Linked DNA regions of Mus musculus: region 1 is linked to region 2. Evidence: chromatin contacts called from public promoter capture Hi-C data. All regions are on one chromosome and are shown on one strand. Each heading gives the region's core, a stretch centred on a gene start, on an enhancer-like site or on the middle of the called end of the contact. The rest is flanking DNA. Distances are from core to core; before and after follow the strand shown. Region 1 holds the start of Cldn19 (claudin 19). Region 2 holds the start of Kdm4a (lysine (K)-specific demethylase 4A).

Region 1 (5,026 bases), core at 991-3,490, 1.1 Mb before region 2:
GCAGCCAGTTGTCTGCACTGGCCTCCTCCCTGCACACAGCAGAGGGCAGCTACAGCCTTACCCAGGATGAAGAGCAAATTCTCATAGCTGCTGGGCCTTACCTTAGCTATTTTCTCCAGTCTCATGTTTCCAGCACCCCCCCCCCCATTCTACTTCCTCCTCCAGGAAGCCATCTTGGCCTGCTGACACTAACGGAAGTAAAACAAGCCCAGGTGTGCTGAGCCCTGGGAGAAGTCCCTCTCCTCATCACCTCTTAGGTCCTCCCAACCACAGGAGACCTGGTTCTGACAGGAAAAGGCTAAGTCACAAGTGATCCAGGTCACCCCGGCAAGAACGTGGAGTTAGACTTCAGACTTCACGTGGCTCTCCTTTCTTAGAAACTAGCTGGGGCCTGTTACCTATTTCCTCTTCCAAGTGACAGCCCTGGGCCCGGGTAGGACAGATAGGAAGGAGGCCCAGCCCCAGCACTCACCTGGCATTGACAGGAGTGCTGGGGTTGAAGAATTCCTGTGTTACCAGGGTAGCATACCAGGAGACAGCAGTCAAAGTACAGAGACCTAAAGAACCAAGTAGGGAAGCTCAGCTCTGCCTGGGCCGGCCAGCCGCAAAAGCTGGGCTAGCCACATAGTCAAGAGGGGAGAGGAAGCTGGGCACTCACCTGCCAAGAGGAAGAGAGCACCTCCGGAGATGGCCACACGGCTCTTGGCAGTGGGGTTACTGTCTCCAACCCGAGTGCACTTCATGCCCACGACACTGAGCACCATGGCCACAAAGCCCAGGAGCACAGCCACGACCATCAGGGCTCGTGCTGACTGGATATGACCTGAGGCAGGTTAAGAAAGGTCTGAGCACGAGTGGGGAACTCGGAGAGGGGTGGTGGGGTGGTGGGGTTGTAGGGGGGTGCAAAATGGAGGTGTTAGACCTGAAATGAGAGGAAGCTGGCGTGGAAGGGCTTGGGTAGAAGCCTGAAGAGGCCTGAGCACTTGCCTGCTTGTGAGAAGAGACAATGAGTGTTTGAGGAGAGGGGGCAGAGTGAGGTCATTGTCACTGCTGACCCCGTTTCCCACCGGCCCTGACTGGCTCCTTTCTCCTGGGTCTGGTACACCCTCAATCAAGCAGCAGGAGATGGGGCAGAGTATCACTCAGGATCACCAGAGGTAGAGCTGAAAGTGCCTGAGAACCAGCTAAACCCAGCTTGGTTCCCAGCAGCAACCCTGTCAATCGTCCCTGTCAATCATGGAATCCTATGCTTTTTTCTTTGGGAGTGTATTGGTCAGTTCTAGGCCCCAGGCAGCAGGAGACTTAGATCCCTGAGGGAGGCAGGCCAGTGGTTTGTCTGGACCAGTGTGAGTGGGACTGACTGTGTGGGCTCTACTTTGAGCCCTGTCGGAGTGCAAGTGCGATGGTCCCCAAGGTCAGAGCTGTAATGGTGTCTGACTCTGTGTGTGTGTGTGTCCGTGTGTGTGTGTGTGTCCGTGTGTGTGTGTGTGTGTGTGTGTGTGTGTCGGTGTGTGTGTGTAAACATATCTGTCAATATGGAATATGGAGAGAAGAGGAGTGGAGAATGATAACAGGCTTATGAAACCAGACCCTCATCTCAGTCCACCCTCCCATGCCCTGTGTATTAATGGCCTGGTTACACAGGAGAACATTAGAACGCAAGGGTTGAATGAGTGGGTATTAGGACCGGGAGCCCAGGCTGCCAGCTTCTTGTGTTCCTGCCTCCTCAGAGCCTAGAGACCTGACTGGCCTGGACTCTCCGGTGTACACAGGACAGAAGTTAGGGACTCCCACAGGGGCTGGAGTGTGCCACCCAGCACTAAGGACAGGCTGTGAAAAAGCTTGCCGACAACCTCCCCAGCCCAGTCAGTGCCCCGTCAGTGCCCCCTCCCCGGCTCCCACCGGAGGCCTACCGTCCAGGGCCAGGAGTGAATCGTAGAGTTTGCATTGCACCTGCCCGGTGCTCTGAGAGGCGCAAGACATCCACAGCCCTTCGTAGAGGCCCACGGCAGTGATGATGGCATCGCCTGCATAGGAAGACTGCTTCCACTGTGGCAGGGCAGTGCTGGCGATGATGCCCACCCAGCCGCCCAAGGCTAGGAAGTAGCCCAGGAGCTGGAGGCCCGAGTTGGCCATGGCCCAGGTAGGAGTCTGAGAGTTCCAGGACTCAGAGATGGGCCAGGGTGTGGAGGAGCGTTGTGGTCATGGTAAGAGGAACAGCCGGAAAAGGGGAGCTAAGTGGCACAGGAGGAGAGGAGGAGAGGGGATGGCTGGCTGGCCAGCAGAGGCAGTGGCTGCTGATTCCAGAATGCAGGGGGCGGCCTTGGGGCTGGAAAAGGCCAAAACCCGCCCACAGACAGTCCCCAGCAGAGCTCTTTTCGCCCAGTTTCTTGGGAGTGGAGGGTAGAACCTAGGATCCAAGCTGGGGTACCCCTGCCCTCCCTGTCTCAATAGTAAGGAAGGGAGGGGCTAGGAGGAGTGACTCTTCCCCCTTTTAACCAGGGAAACCCCTTTAGGAGTGATTCCAGTGCTCTGGGATTCTCCTAATCCCTTCCCCAGCACCAGCTCAGTGGATGGCTTTGCTGTGCTTCAGTGCCTGATCTGAAGCGGCGGTTTCTTGCCCACTGACTTGAGGACAGAAAAAGAAAGAAATTTTAGTTACAGCAGGAAAAAACTATAGAGTTCTCTCTCTCTCTCTCTCTCTCTCTCTTCCTCTCTCTCTCTCTCTCTCTCTCTCTCTCTGTGTGTGTGTGTGTGTGTGTGTGTGTGTGTGTGTGTGTGCTGGGTATGGAAACCAGGCTTTGTTGTACATGCTAGGCAAGCACTCTACCACTGACCTAGATCCCCTGGAGTTAGTTTTGGATCAGGGCTTTAAGGCCAGATGTGCAGAGACTCAGTTAAATATGAGCTGCTGGGGAGAAGAGTCCTAGGTACCTGGAAACCATGTCTATCAAAATGGGAGAGGCCAAAGCAGGGAAGATGTGCTATGGGGTCTGTCTGCGATCTGAGGAGTCAGAAGAGGGACCCACAGTAACTGGGCCAGTGGTAGCTGTCTGCCAGCCTCAGGACGTGGTGGGGAGCTGGGGAGATCTGCGCCAGCATCTGTCCTGAACTTGGAGGAAGAAGAACTGCTCAGCCAGTTAATCCCTTTGCTGGCTGGTTCAGCAGCTCCTGCTGGGACCTGAGACAGCAGGCCCTGGCCCCTAGCTCCAGAACAGCCTGGCAGGGGCAGGGGCCTCTGTGCATTCCTGGGGTTCAGGCTCACCGCTCCTAGACCCCTGCCCGCCCCTTCTCACTCAGCCCTCGGGAGCAGGGAATGTTTAACTCCCCTGGGTCTCATTAGCAATCCTCTCACGTTCATTTCAGCCCCACAGGCTTGGCATGGGTGCAGGAGGAATGTCACACCCCTGCTCCCGCTCCAGCCTCCCAGCCACCTCTCTTACATCCCCTGCATCCATCCCACTGCCTTTCCTGAGCTGCAACATGGCCAGCTTCCTCCCCCACACCTTCAACCCCCACAGCAGGGACAAACCCCCAGCCTGCTGCCTTACATTCCTCACGTGGGTGCCTGGCACTCTCAGACAATGGCAAGCCTATGTGCCTGCTCAGGGCGTGGGCCCCTGGTATGGCCTGCAGCTCCAGCTCAGCTCCAGGGACCTGGGGGAAGCTGGGTAAGGGGCGAGTGCTGTTTGGTAGACAGTGCCACACACTGGGTCCCTCTGACTTCTTGTGCACACTGGACCTGCTTCTTAGAGTAGCTGGCCAATCCCCAAAATAGCAGTGGGGGCCAGAAGGGTGACAGAAAAGATGGTTCAGACTTCAAATTCTCCTGCCATGAACGATAAGACAACAGAACCAAAGGAAACAGGGGAGATTACCAGAGCCCAGAGTGAGGCAGGAGATACAAGCAAAAGACTCCTGGGGGTAGTAAGGCTCAGGTAACCTCAAGGCAGACCTTCCAACTAGGCAGGTAACTGGGCTGTGTAGGTGCTGGTTCCTATGGCCTCTCCCCATGTCTTTGCCTTTCTGCCTTTTGGAGGGAGTGGGGATAGGGATGGGAGTGCCTCATAAGCTGCTCCCTACTAATGAGACAACTGAGGAGTTCAGCATCTTCATCATTAAAAGCCGGGCAGTGGTGGCACATGCCTTTAATCCCAGCACTCGGGAGGCAGAGTCAGGCGGATCTCTGAGTTCGAGGCCAGCCTGGTCTACAGAGTGAGTTCCAGGACTTCACTGAGAAACCCTGCCTCATCCACCACCACCCCCAAAAAAGAGATACTGTTTTGCTGAGCTGGCATGAAGCTTAGGGGAGTCAGAGGGTCTGCACTGGTAGCAACTCTACAGAGGCTATTGGAAAGGCCAGACAAGTTCCTCTCTCCCCAAGCTGAGCCTTGGCCTCTGGCAAAGAGTTCTCTGTGAGGAAGAACCAAGCCTCGTTCTGACCTTGGACACACTGGTCAGATCCCTGAGTTCTGGAGCATCAGGACCACACTGAACACTAGCTGTGACCCCTGTCTCCAGACATGTGAGAGCTGAGGTGGAGGGGATGGTGCTCATTGTCCCCAGAGCTAATGTGTCCCAGATTTGAAGCCTGAGGGGCAGCAGGAAGCCTGTCTGTCTACACCTTCCTTCCTTCAGGTCATCCCCAGACTAAAAACCCAGAGCCTCCATAATTACTTTTTCTTCTCATGTGTGTAGCCCTGGCTATCCTGGCACTAGCTCTATAGACCAGGCTGGCCTGGAACTCAGAAAGATACACCTGCCTCTGCCTCCAGAGTGCCGGGTTAGGTTAATTCACCACCAGCCAGCGTAAGGTTCCACGATTCTTATATCGTCCCCTGAAACTCCTGCAGTTTTTTTTTTTTCCTTTGTCATTTGAGATTTGGGTCTGTTCTACCTGAATATTCTCTGCTTCACCAACAGCCTTCCTGTACCAGTGTTCCAAAGCCATCTGGAATTCAAGACCTACTCCTGAGGCTACAAGTTTCTTAGCCCAAGCAGCACAGCTTCTCCACCCTAGGGAACC
Region 2 (5,296 bases), core at 1,388-3,887:
CCAGGACAGCCAGGGCTACATAGAGAAACCCTGTCTTCAAAAACCAAAACCAAAACCAAAACCAAAACCAAAACCAAAACCAACAACAACAACAAAAACCCCCAAGAACAATAACAAAAGAGTTAGCAAGATCACTTAGCTGGTAAAAGATGCTTGCTGCCAAGACAGACAATCCAGGTTGAATCCCTAGGACTCATAGGGTAGAAGGACTGAATCTCGAAAATTGTCCTCTGGTCTTTGTATGAATATGCACTGCCCTTCAACAAATATATGAACATATTATTATTTTGGAGAGTCTCACCATTATTCCTGCCTGGTTTGGAACTTACTCCTTAGACCAGGCTGGCCTTGAAGTCACAGACGTTCACCTGCCTCTGCCTCTGCCTCCTGAGTGCTGGAATTAAAGGCATTGCACCATCAGGTCCACCCAAAATAGATATAATTTTAAGAATTAGAAAAAATGAATATTATCAATTAAAATATTGGGAGTGCCAGGAATCGGGAGGCAGAGGCAGGTGTCTCTCTGGGATCTTGGTAAGTTTGAGAGGCTACCCTGATCTACAGAGGAAGTTCTAGGACAACCAGAGCTACACAGAAAACCCTTACCTTGAAAAATCTATCGATCTATCGATCTATCTATCATAATATATGATCAATATAAATATCACACATATACACACGATAGTTAATGTCCCTTCTCCTTCTCTTCTTCCTTCTTTTGGAGTTGGGGTTTTATGTTGTCCATGCTGGCTTGGAATTTGCTATGTAGCCCAGGATGTCCTTGAACAACTTTTTTTGTTTTGTTTTGAGACAAGTTCTAAAATGTACCCCTGGCTGTCCTGAAACTCCTTATGTAGACCAGGGTGGCCTCAAGCTCACAGAGATCCACCTGTCTCTGTCTCCCAAGATCTGTAATTAAAGACGTGCCACCATGCCCAGCTATGAACTTCTGATTTTCTTGCCTCTACCCCTCAAGGGCTAAGATTGGTAGGCTTGTGCCATGATGCCCACATATCTATCTCTGTATCTCTCCCTCTTATATATAGAGACAGGGTTTCTCTGTATAGCCCTGGCTGTCCTGGAACTCACTTTGTAGACCAGGCTGGCCTCAAACTCAGAAATCTGCCTGCCTCTGCCTCCTGAGTGCTGGGATTAAAGGCGTGCACCACCATGCCCGGCTGCATCTCTCCCTCTTAAGAAAGAGTCTTACTATGTAACTCTGGTTATCCTGGAACTACCTATTCCAGGCTGGCCTCTCATTTTTTTTAAAGCACCCTTTTCATCAGATATGTGCCTAGATATTTAACCCATAGCATTCTATGAAGTATCTCCTTTTAGTTAACATTGGTAAACTCTTGCCATCCATCTCAACTCTCCTGAATTTGTTCCCCTTGAAAAATCCAGGCATGGACGAGAAGTTGTTTAAAAACTTTTTTTTTTTTTTTTTTTTGGTATTTTTTGAGACCGGGTTTCTCTGTATAGCTCTGGCTGTCCTGGAACTCACTTTGTAGACCAGGCTGGCCTCAAACTCAGAAATCTGCCTGCCTCTGCCTCCCAAGTGCTAGGATTAAAGGCATGTGCCACCACCGCCCAGCTTACTTTTTTTTTTTTTAACCTATTTATTTAGTGTGTTTGTGGCGGCGGTGACACTGCAATCCACTAAAGTCAGAGGACATCTTGTGAACTTGTATTGATTCTCTCCTTCAACAGCTTACCTCAGATCATAAGACTTGTGCCTTTCCTCTCAGTCATCTCTCTGTACCGAAGGGTTGGTTTTGAAAGCAGTTCAAACACAATACAACTCTTCTTCCCGGTGCTATCGGGAATTTTGCTCATGTTTTATGCCCTAGTGAGTTCTCCTCCTTATTTGACTTATAAGGGTGTTAACCTCTCTTTCTTCATCGTCCTTGACAATCTGGGAACTCCTTAAGGCTGCTCACAGCCTCTCAGGAACTGCTCCTAATGACTTCTAGGGATCCTGTTCGGCCCCCTGAAGTGCCTTTAATGATTCTTAGAATCACCCTGTTCGCTCCAAGAGCTGCTAATGACCCCAAATTTTCGCTCAAGGGGAGCCGCTTTTAAAAAGCCTCAGGGATATCTTCCTTCAGGATCTGTCCTAATGACCCCCCAGGGCTCCTTCTCCTGGAGCAGATCTTTACCTAACCCGCCTTGCCAGCAGGCGAGGGGCTTCTTAGAGAAGAGAGTCAAACTGAGAGTACTGGGCAAACTTGGACATGCTGGTCACGTTCTCTGAACTCCTTGACTTTAGAAACTTTCCCGGAGGTCTTCCATCGCCTTTATATCTTAGGCAAAGGAGTTACTCCAAGAAAATTAGGCTTATCCTTTCGCTAGAAACATCCTATAACCACCTGCTCGCCCTTCCCCATAACCGGCTAGCCCATTTCAGGGTATTCGCTTCTTTCTACCCAGCTTAACTATGGAGATCTGAGTCAGCCTCTGATAGGCTAACTCTGGATCCAGCCCTGATGCTCAGTGGCCCCAGTCCCCGGAGGCTCAGCGTTTTCTCCTGGCAACAGCTCGAGACGACGCTCATAGGCTAAGCGGACTCGTAGTTCCAGACGCCGAGTCGGTGTAGTGAGTGTTCATTGGTTAGCTGAGGACCTAAAGCCATTCTTGGGTTGGTTGACTATGGGCTCTGTGAGGCTGCGCAGAGTCAGACTTTAAAGGAGGCGGAGCTCTGTCTTTCGCCCTCAAGAAAGACAGTGGGATCGGCGAGTGGCGACAACAGCAATCGGGCCTGAGCCCTGCTAGGGCTTTAGGCTCCAGGTGAGAGCCATCGGGTTTTGGATTCCCCAAGGGGTTGATGCTGCCAAAACCCTTGGCCGTGAGCTCCAGTGGGGGAGGGTGGTGAGGTGGGTCTTTCTGTGCTCTGTGATCGACATGGGGTTTGAGCAATAGAGAAAGGAGCTTCTAAAATAAGTTTTGCGATTGGTTCTTTCCAATCTCTAGTGGCCAATGGGCGTCGGGAGAGGGGGGCGGGCCCACTGGGCCTTATTTTCTTCTTCCTGCGGCCGGGCCTCCCTCGCCTAGGCGGTGGGGCCGGGAGGGGCAGTGTCTGTAAGTGGTGTGTGGGGACACTGGGAACCGGGCTGCCTTTGGAGGGATGCCGCGGGGGTGGCTGCGGGGGCGGAGAGTGCGGGAGTTTCAGGTCACTGTTAGCAACAGCTGCCTTTATGGAGTGCTTACCGGGCCTAGCGTTTAGGGCTCGCTTGCATCATCTAAGTTAATCATACGATCCATCAAGGCAGGGGTTTGGGGTCCCCATTTTGCAGGTGGAGAAACTGAGACTCATCCAGTCCATTCACACAGCCAAGGTGTTAAAAAGTGACAGAGATCAGACCGGTATTCAGAGTTTTCACTCTAGAGCCGAAGGTTTAGCTCCCGGTACTCTTTGCTTTGTTGCTGAAGGCGGACGGGAAGGTGCCCCAGACCAGATTTCCCCAAGGGAATAGATCGCGGGAATGGAACCCTAGAGTTAAAGTAATGGGATGATCCGCTAAAGTGAGCAGAGGATATGAGTTATTCAGCAGTTACTGAGTGCCTACTTTGTGGCGAGCATTGTTCTAGCTTCTGGACACACAAAGATAAACAGAGCTAGAGGCAGATGAAGCAACATTGTGACCACCTTTGAAGCCCAGGGGAGGAGCCCCAGTCTGATATTTATGATACCTTTTTGTAAAAATTTCAAAAGTAGAATATATTGAAAATTTCCTTTTAAAAGGAAAAGTCTCCTAAATTGAATAGGCTTCAAGTTCCTCCACACTTTCAGAGAAGTCTTAGTTCATGTAAGTATTAGAGCTGAGGTAGCAGAAAGTGGTAGAAGATGCTTTAGAGGGGGCACTTTGGATACATTTCCTGGTATGTAAAGCAGGGATAACAGTATATCTTTTATGCAAAGTTAATGAAAAATGCCTAGCCAGAAATCCCTCCCTTGGAGTGGAATGGAAACCCAAGAGTTACCATGACAGGGTTTCTGTTTAATGCCCTGGAGTTTGCCTCCATGCTGCTTCCCAAAACCCATGCTAGGTTGTGGGCAGGTTGTAGGCAGCTTTCTCCTGTATAGTGAGTAGGACTGCCAGTGGCTTTGAGGAAACAGAACTCCTGGGCTGTGAGTGAGGAGGTCCAGTGAAGGACATACCAGTTTTGCTTCTAAACTGGCTCCTTTTTAGCATGCATTGTCTTTTTCTGGTTGTGGCGATTGTGGCGATCTGTTGTATTACCAACACTGGGTTTAGGCTCTGCCCACTTACTTGAGGACCTCATCCAAAAATGTCTATGTATTTTCTCCCGGCAGTTGGGGAGTGTGCCCTGTATTGCCAGCTCATTGCCTGCTTTCAGTGCAGTTGAGCCATCGGAGTTCATTGAGTACTGCTGAAACCATTTTGATTTAGATAGAAGAGTTTCCCTTCAGTGTTTTAAACTCCTAACATACTGTTACTATCAAAGTACTTTTAAAACTTGAACCCCCTGAAGCCTTAGAGTCTGCAGCTAAGTGACTTCTCAGTGGTTTAGAATCTTGTGATGCCGTGCTCCAGAAAACAGCCCATAGGAAGCTTTTTAGAAGCTCTGGCTGTCCTAGAACTCATTCTGTAAACCAGGTTGACCTGCCTCTGCCTCCTGAGTACTGGGATTAAAGGAGTGTTACCACCACCACATTATTCCCCTTGACCAGGTGTACTCATTGTAGATGTTGGATTACTAACTCTACATCCTGCCTTCTTTCTCCCTCGTGCTGGGCTGCTGGGCATCTTCTGGTTTCCTCGGGTTCTTTTTTTTTTTTTTTTTTTTTTAAAGATTTATTTATTTATTATATGTAAGTACACTGTAGCTGTCTTCAAACAATCCAGAAGAGGGAGTCAGATTTTGTTACGGATGGTTGTGAGCCACCATGTGGTTGCTGGGATTTGAACTCCGAACCTTCGGAAGAGCGGTCGGGTGCTCTTACCCACTGAGCCATCTCACCAGCCCCCTCGGGTTCTTTTTAAACGGAACAGATTCTGCTTGTCCATCTAGTCCATTTAAATAAGCATTGTAGTAGGGGGCAGTTCCTTGTCACTTACTTTTGTTCTCTTAACACTTCAGGTTTTTATCCTAGCAAAATCGGCCTCAAAAACAGAGAAGACAAGATGGCTTCTGAATCAGAAACTTTGAACCCCAGTGCTCGGATCATGACCTTTTACCCCACCATGGAAGAGTTCCGGAACTTCAGCCGCTACATTGCCTACATTGAATCCCAAGGAGCTCATCGGGCTGGGCTAGCCAAGGTAGGGAGCAG

The links. Promoter capture Hi-C pulls out the DNA fragments that hold promoters and counts their contacts.
Region 1: a contact with region 2 is called in a promoter capture Hi-C map of embryonic stem cells, with 6 times the contacts expected there. The contact joins the promoter of Cldn19 here to the promoter of Kdm4a in region 2. A contact is called at or near these places in 1 of 39 promoter capture datasets (embryonic stem cells) and 1 of 484 Hi-C or Micro-C datasets (B cells).

What each region holds. Positions count from the first base shown.
Region 1 is chr4:119,252,683-119,257,708 of GRCm38.p6, reverse strand. Cldn19 (claudin 19) reads right to left here and starts at 2,240. Exons shown (of 5, transcript NM_001038590.1): 1 at 1,914-2,240; 2 at 659-823; 3 at 473-557. The coding sequence starts at 2,136. It overlaps Gm12927 (a long non-coding RNA gene), which reads left to right and starts at 459. Exons shown (of 2, transcript XR_376592.4): 1 at 459-842; 2 at 4,924-5,026.
Region 2 is chr4:118,177,384-118,182,679 of GRCm38.p6, reverse strand. It overlaps Kdm4a (lysine (K)-specific demethylase 4A), which reads left to right and starts at 2,637. Exons shown (of 22, transcript NM_001161823.1): 1 at 2,637-2,787; 2 at 5,104-5,285. The coding sequence starts at 5,148.